2 separate regions of the Zea mays genome follow, and region 2 is linked to region 1. A link is a contact called in public Hi-C data. All regions are on one chromosome and are shown on one strand. Each heading gives the region's core, a stretch centred on a gene start, on an enhancer-like site or on the middle of the called end of the contact. The rest is flanking DNA. Distances are from core to core; before and after follow the strand shown. Region 1 holds the start of LOC100275676. Region 2 holds the start of LOC100281255 (branched-chain-amino-acid aminotransferase).

Evidence for each region. A called contact is a pair of places that touch in the nucleus more often than the background predicts.
Region 2: a contact with region 1 is called in a Hi-C map of tassel, with 5 times the contacts expected there. The contact joins the promoter of LOC100281255 here to the promoter of LOC100275676 in region 1. A contact is called at or near these places in 8 of 25 Hi-C or Micro-C datasets (bundle sheath, ear, endosperm and 2 more).

Annotation. Positions count from the first base shown.
Region 1 is chr1:29,332,528-29,335,449 of Zm-B73-REFERENCE-NAM-5.0, forward strand. It overlaps LOC100275676, which reads left to right and starts at 1,493. Exons shown (of 3, transcript NM_001321779.1): 1 at 1,493-1,907; 2 at 1,996-2,061. The coding sequence starts at 1,524.
Region 2 is chr1:29,509,032-29,511,953 of Zm-B73-REFERENCE-NAM-5.0, forward strand. It overlaps LOC100281255 (branched-chain-amino-acid aminotransferase), which reads right to left and starts at 1,406. Exons shown (of 8, transcript NM_001154174.2): 1 at 1,009-1,406; 2 at 652-740; 3 at 326-509; 4 at 1-135. The coding sequence starts at 1,119.

The DNA.
Region 1 (2,922 bases), core at 243-2,742:
CAATAGTGCTCCTGTTAGGCTTTAACATTACATGTCACAAATTTAATGTGTTGTACAAGATGCTTATCTGAAATGCCAATGTAATGGACCGATCAGTATGCCTCAAACGTGTTGTCTCTATTTTAGGGGTCGTAGTGCCTTTGGTGGAACTAACCACAACCTTTTATCTTATGGATAAGTTTATACTTAGTTATCGGAAGAATCCCTTGATCCCATGGGATGCCTGGCCCTAGGAGGTCTTGGGGCCTAGACTTTCATCTTATATGAGGCCTAGGACCTTAAAGACCTAAGGGCACGTATAGGGCCTTAGGTGACTAAGTGCCTCTGCCCCTATGATTGCCTTGGGGCATGGGGGCTAGGCACTTAAATCTATCATGAGCACCCTGAGGCACAGGACGCCTTGAGGACTTAGATCATTCTAATGGATTGGCTCCGAGGCATGGGTAGGGAGCGGGTAAGGTCATTCCAGATGGGGGCACTCTCGAGCTCTAGGTCTTAAACCATCCTTGTGGACTAGTTTCCATGAGTGTGGTGTGCCCTAAACTTCATAGTACTCTAGGGCCATGAGGGCCCCAAGACCCTTGATCTCTCTTAATGGGGACATGGTGGTCTGGATGTCATTCCTTCAAAGTTTCCCGAGATCAAGTTGCCTAGAGGGTCAGGCCCTTACCTTGTCTAGAGCGAGGGCAGGTCCTAGTAGCTAGGCCTTACAATACCTTTCTATAACGGGATACTTGAATGCATCTTGATAGCATCCAAGGGTATGGACTCTATGAAAACGTTCACATATCTATAACATTGTCATACATAAAGTTGGCAAGTTGCATCAACATAGAAAAGATAGGAGTATCAAAGCACATTTTGTGTGTCGGACGCCAAAAGTTCTGAATTGAACTAGAGTATGTAAAAACTAAATCCGAATGTCTCGATTCACTGTGAAATAGAGCTCGACACTCGATTTGACCGTCAGACGTCAATTAAAAAGAAGAAAAAAATACAAATTTTTGTGGGTGAGATAGAGAGACTGAGATTTTGTTGCTGTTTATTTTCTATAAAAAAATAAATTGATTGTTGTGAAGTTGCTGCAAGGCTGACCGCAGTGGGCAACTTCAACGAATGCGCTATGAAATAGAGTTATGTATGGGATAGAAAAATGCTACAGCAGACAACTGAAACACATACGGTAAACTTTGAGGGAATATGAAACACTAAATCTAGAGTGCATGTAACTTCTACTACGCTAGAATCCTGAGATTTAGGGGCACTAGGGATTGAATAGAGTTGAAAAAATATATAATATATGGCAGTGGATATAGGTTGATATATATAATTAATACGACTACAGAGGATCATGATATAGAGTAGAAAATCTTGCTGACATAATATTTATTTTAGAGTAGAAATTTAGAGTATGAGTGGGGATACCTAACATTTCCGCGAAATTCGTGTGTTCGAGAACGGATAAGAGAAGGTCAGGCACAAACACGCGGGGACGAAGCACACAACAAACCTGCAGATCCCCCATGGCAGGCTCCACCTCCCTCGTTCCCCTTCCCGTCCCCGCCCCTCCATCTCGCCACCGCTTCCACACGTCCACGTCCGCATCCCCCCGCCACCTGCGCCCCTCCCCTGCTACACGCCTCCGCGCTGCCCGGCGTCGGCATCCCGACGCCGTCGTTGTCGTCCCAGATGCCCGCCCCTGGGTCGGCGATCTATCGGGCGCCGCCGCGTCCTACCGGGACGGAAGTGAGGAGGACGAAGACGACGCAGATGAAGATGAGGACGAAGACGAGGACCGCAGCCTGGACCTACTGGCCCGGTTCCTGCACTCCGTATTCAGGAAGGCCTCACGCCGCGCGCGCCGCGCTGCCAGGTCCGTGCTGCCGCCTTCCGTCCCCGCCGAGCTGGTCCGTTCCGCTCTTCATTTATCTCCTCTGTTTTAGCTTGGGACCTTCCGGTATTGGGCCTTATCTAGTGGTGCTTATACGTGTGTAGGTGAAGTTTTCGGTCAATGGCGTGCTTGTCCTGACGTTCTTATGGATCCTGAAGGGTCTTCTCGAGGTGAGCGACTTCATATGTTGAACTATTTGATGGTCTGGTCTGCTTCGTACCAATTATGAGCATCACTTCTGAATGCTTGTCTCGTGATCATGCTATCAGTGTCATTTGTTCTTCTGAAGGGCTTCTTTGTTCAGGGATCAAGTATCTATTTCATGTTGATGATGCATCTTTTGCATTCTTCCTAGAGAACTCTTTTCAAATTTCGCTGTTGGTTAATTTGAATCTTGGATCCTTTGATTGATACTAGGATTATTACTTGTGCTGTCACACGGTTAGAGTTGTATACATAATGCTCAATTAGTTGGATATGTATTTTGCAATAAACCAGGAGATTACTTTAGCTCTTCAGCAAAAAGGAATGGGACAACTATGACAAAATCTAATATATGTTGACACAGACAATTAACAATTTCACATTTTTTTCTTTAGTAGACAAGGATAAAAAAAATATTATATAAAAAAACTCGACCTGGGAAGGCAGCCTTGGGCATTACAAAAAGATCTTCTCACACAGGTCGAGAAAATCCCTAAACTCCTGCCCCACCCATACAGCGGCGCCATAACCGATGTTAGAACGACCGTGATCGGGACTGGGCCTTAGGGCCTGTTTGGTTCAGCTTTTTCCTAAGCAGTTTTTTCGAGAATCTAGTTGTGGGGGGAATCTAAGTATCGTGGGGATTATGTGTGGAAGAAGATGAAGGAGTCCATAGAGTTTAGGATCCAGGAAGTGATTCCTTCTGTTGCTATGACTCGGTCGATTATGTGTTTACGTTAATTTTGGACGATTTTCACCAAAACGGTTCTCATAGAATCGAGCTGAAAAGCTAGGCGTTGGCAGTCCGCAACAACTTCTAGCGGCCA
Region 2 (2,922 bases), core at 156-2,655, 180 kb after region 1:
CTGCTCCACCGACGGCGCCGGCATGCACATGCGCTCGGCGCCGCGCTGCATCCGCCGCGCGTTCTCCTCCGGCCGGAACAGCGTGTACCCGGCCCGGTCCGGCCGCCGGTACGCCTTCATTCCCTCGAACAGGCCCTGCAGGGAGCGGGCGGCGGTTGGTCGCAGTAGCAGCCAGGCATGCGTGCCAATAATTTGTTAACTACTACTAAGATAATATTCAATTAACGTCGGCGTCGTCCAGGGTGTTTCGTTTCGTCACCGTCGTCGATATACAGTAGTTTAATTACTAGAGAGAAGACGGAACGGAACGAGGACGAGAACGAACCTGGGCGTAGTTTAGAACGCCGGAGGAGGGGCTGAGCTCGATGTTGCCGTAGCGGCAGAGCTCGCCGCGGGGGAAGTCGCCGCGGTCCTCCGGCGAGCACCGCGTGACGTACATGTAGTCGGTCGGGGTGAGGCCGAAGCCGAGGTTGTCCCAGTCGATCTCGCCGCCGCTCTCCTCGTTGGACCTGCGTAGTACGTTCACACGCATGCTGCATGATGCACGTTGCGGCCGGCAGACTTAAAAGATGGCGAAACAATGGGGGAGTCGGTCGGAGAATGCCCGATCGGGATCTGCGGCCGGGCGTACTGTCTGTCACTGAGGCTCACCTGTCGGCGACGTGGTCCAGCTGCGGCAGCGACGACTGCCACCGGCGCGGGAGCAGAAGGGAGCATCCGCCGCCGCCTCCTCCTCCGGCCTGCGAACAGCGAGCAGCGAAAGGGAGGAAGAGGTTACACCGACCTCTGAGCATGGATGATCTCATCGCGGCGGGGAGAGGCATCGATCGTCCTGGACGCGGCGGCGGCCACGGCCGAATTAAGAAGAAACGATCGGTTACGGAAACGAGTAAAAGCGGGCCGCACAGTCCAGCTTCCACACGGCGAGAGGTTAACGCATGGGATTGGGATGTGATGTGAACGGTGCGCACAGGCACACACTACACACGGCGAGAATCGCGCACGCACCGTAGCCAACGCCTTCCCCAGGACCCTCCACAAGTCGCCGCCATGGCCGCTGCTGCTGCTGCGAGCCCACGACGGAAGGAGAGCGCCCTTCGCAGATGTCAACGCGGCCATGCAGTACGTACGGTCCCCCTTCTTTAGACCCCGGCCGGCTGCACTGCTACCACTAGCTATACACGGTATGTGGATTTCGGTCAAGCTCTCTCTCTCTCTCTCTCTCTCTCTCTCTCTCTCTCTCTCTCTCTCTCGTGGGAAGAGAAGAGTTATGGTTGCAACCTTCGTTCACGGGCTACCTACCAATGGCTGATGGGTTAGCTGGAGGGAAGGAAGAGGAGGGCAAATTAATCAAACGAGCACAGTTCGATGGAAGCACCAGTGCACCACGCACCCGCCCATGTGTCCCATACGGAGTCGGAGTGGGCTGTACTTATGCAAGCGGCGGATAGCCTGGCGGCGAACGCTCGTTTCCGGCGCTGTGTATTCGTCCACTGCTGCTACAGCTAGTCCTGCAGAAAGCGATAGAACTTGGGTTTGCAGCTATTGGCACGGAGCGTGCAAATTGCAGCGTCCGATTGCGTCAGGGGGGGGGGGGGGGGGGGGGGGTCATGCATGATAAAAGATCGTCTCGGGTATACAGCTTGCCTTGAGACAGAGCCAACTGACCTAGCGCTGGCCGGCTCGCTTGCGTCTCTGCACGCGTGAGGGTCGGAGCTCGCCGGCCGGGAAACTAGGAAGGCGTCGTACGGTTCCGCCACGTGTAGCCGTCGTCGATGGCAACGGCTCATGCAACGGGGAAGTGTTCATTGATCACTGATCAGGGCAGGGTTGAGATCGATGGAGCTCATGTCAGCTGCTAGCTGCTTTCGCTTCCACTAGACGTCGTCGCAGCCGAGCGTGCAGGTGTCCAAATTTGCTTGTACTCCGTCTCCTTTTCTCCTGGCGCTCTGCTTCACATGAGCTAGCTACCTTGGTTGCCTCACCAACCAGTACTCCTCTTTCAGCTCTTGTGTTTTTCTTCACGCTGTCTTATCTAGTGATGAGTAGTAGTTATCTGCATGCATGCATGGTCCTTGGAGAGCCCATGACTTGCTGCCATATCTGGTGGTGGTGGGGGTATGTTGGTATATTATACATATATCAATTTTACTATTTTAGGCAGGTGTAGGTGCAAAAGGGACGACGAGTGCCCAAAAAGTCCTGATCTGCAGAGTGCGGACGCCTAGATAGGCGTGACCATTATTGAATGGGCGGGACCGTACCAGCTGACCATGCCGTCGGTGATCCATAGAACGAACCATCTTCTGAGTCGATGATATGTATCGACGTGGATATGCGTCAGATACTCCCTACCATCCATCCGCTTAGGTAAGGAAGTCACGGCTTGAAGGCAGAGCAATCCGGATCACTCTAAGGGCCCGTTCGCTTCTACCGGAATAAACCTGGATTCATTCCAACTCATCGAAATCTATATAAATTAGAGAAGTAATCCGGCCAGTAATCAATCCTGAGCTCCAATTCCTATAAACCGAACGGGGCCTAAAGTGTCCGTACGTATGACACTGTAGCTCTATTTATAGTGATAAATTGGAGTATAAATTTGTATTACAAACATGCTCAGAGTTCTATACACATAGACTACAAAATCCTATGAGGGGCATTCATTGTCTTTTCCTTCACAAACGTACCGATCAAGCTTTCAGGTCTCTTCTTCCCTCCTCTCTGGTAATTCATTGTCGAAGCACCTAAAATATACTTAAAACAATTGACAATATATATAATTGGACTACGATGATCTCTTGATTCTAATATGTGAATGATACAATCTTATTTTTAGACCATGGCATTGAACAAGCAATGGACATGGAAGACATCCGCTAAAGCTGAAAATCCAAATCTTTTTTAATATTATTCGCCAAA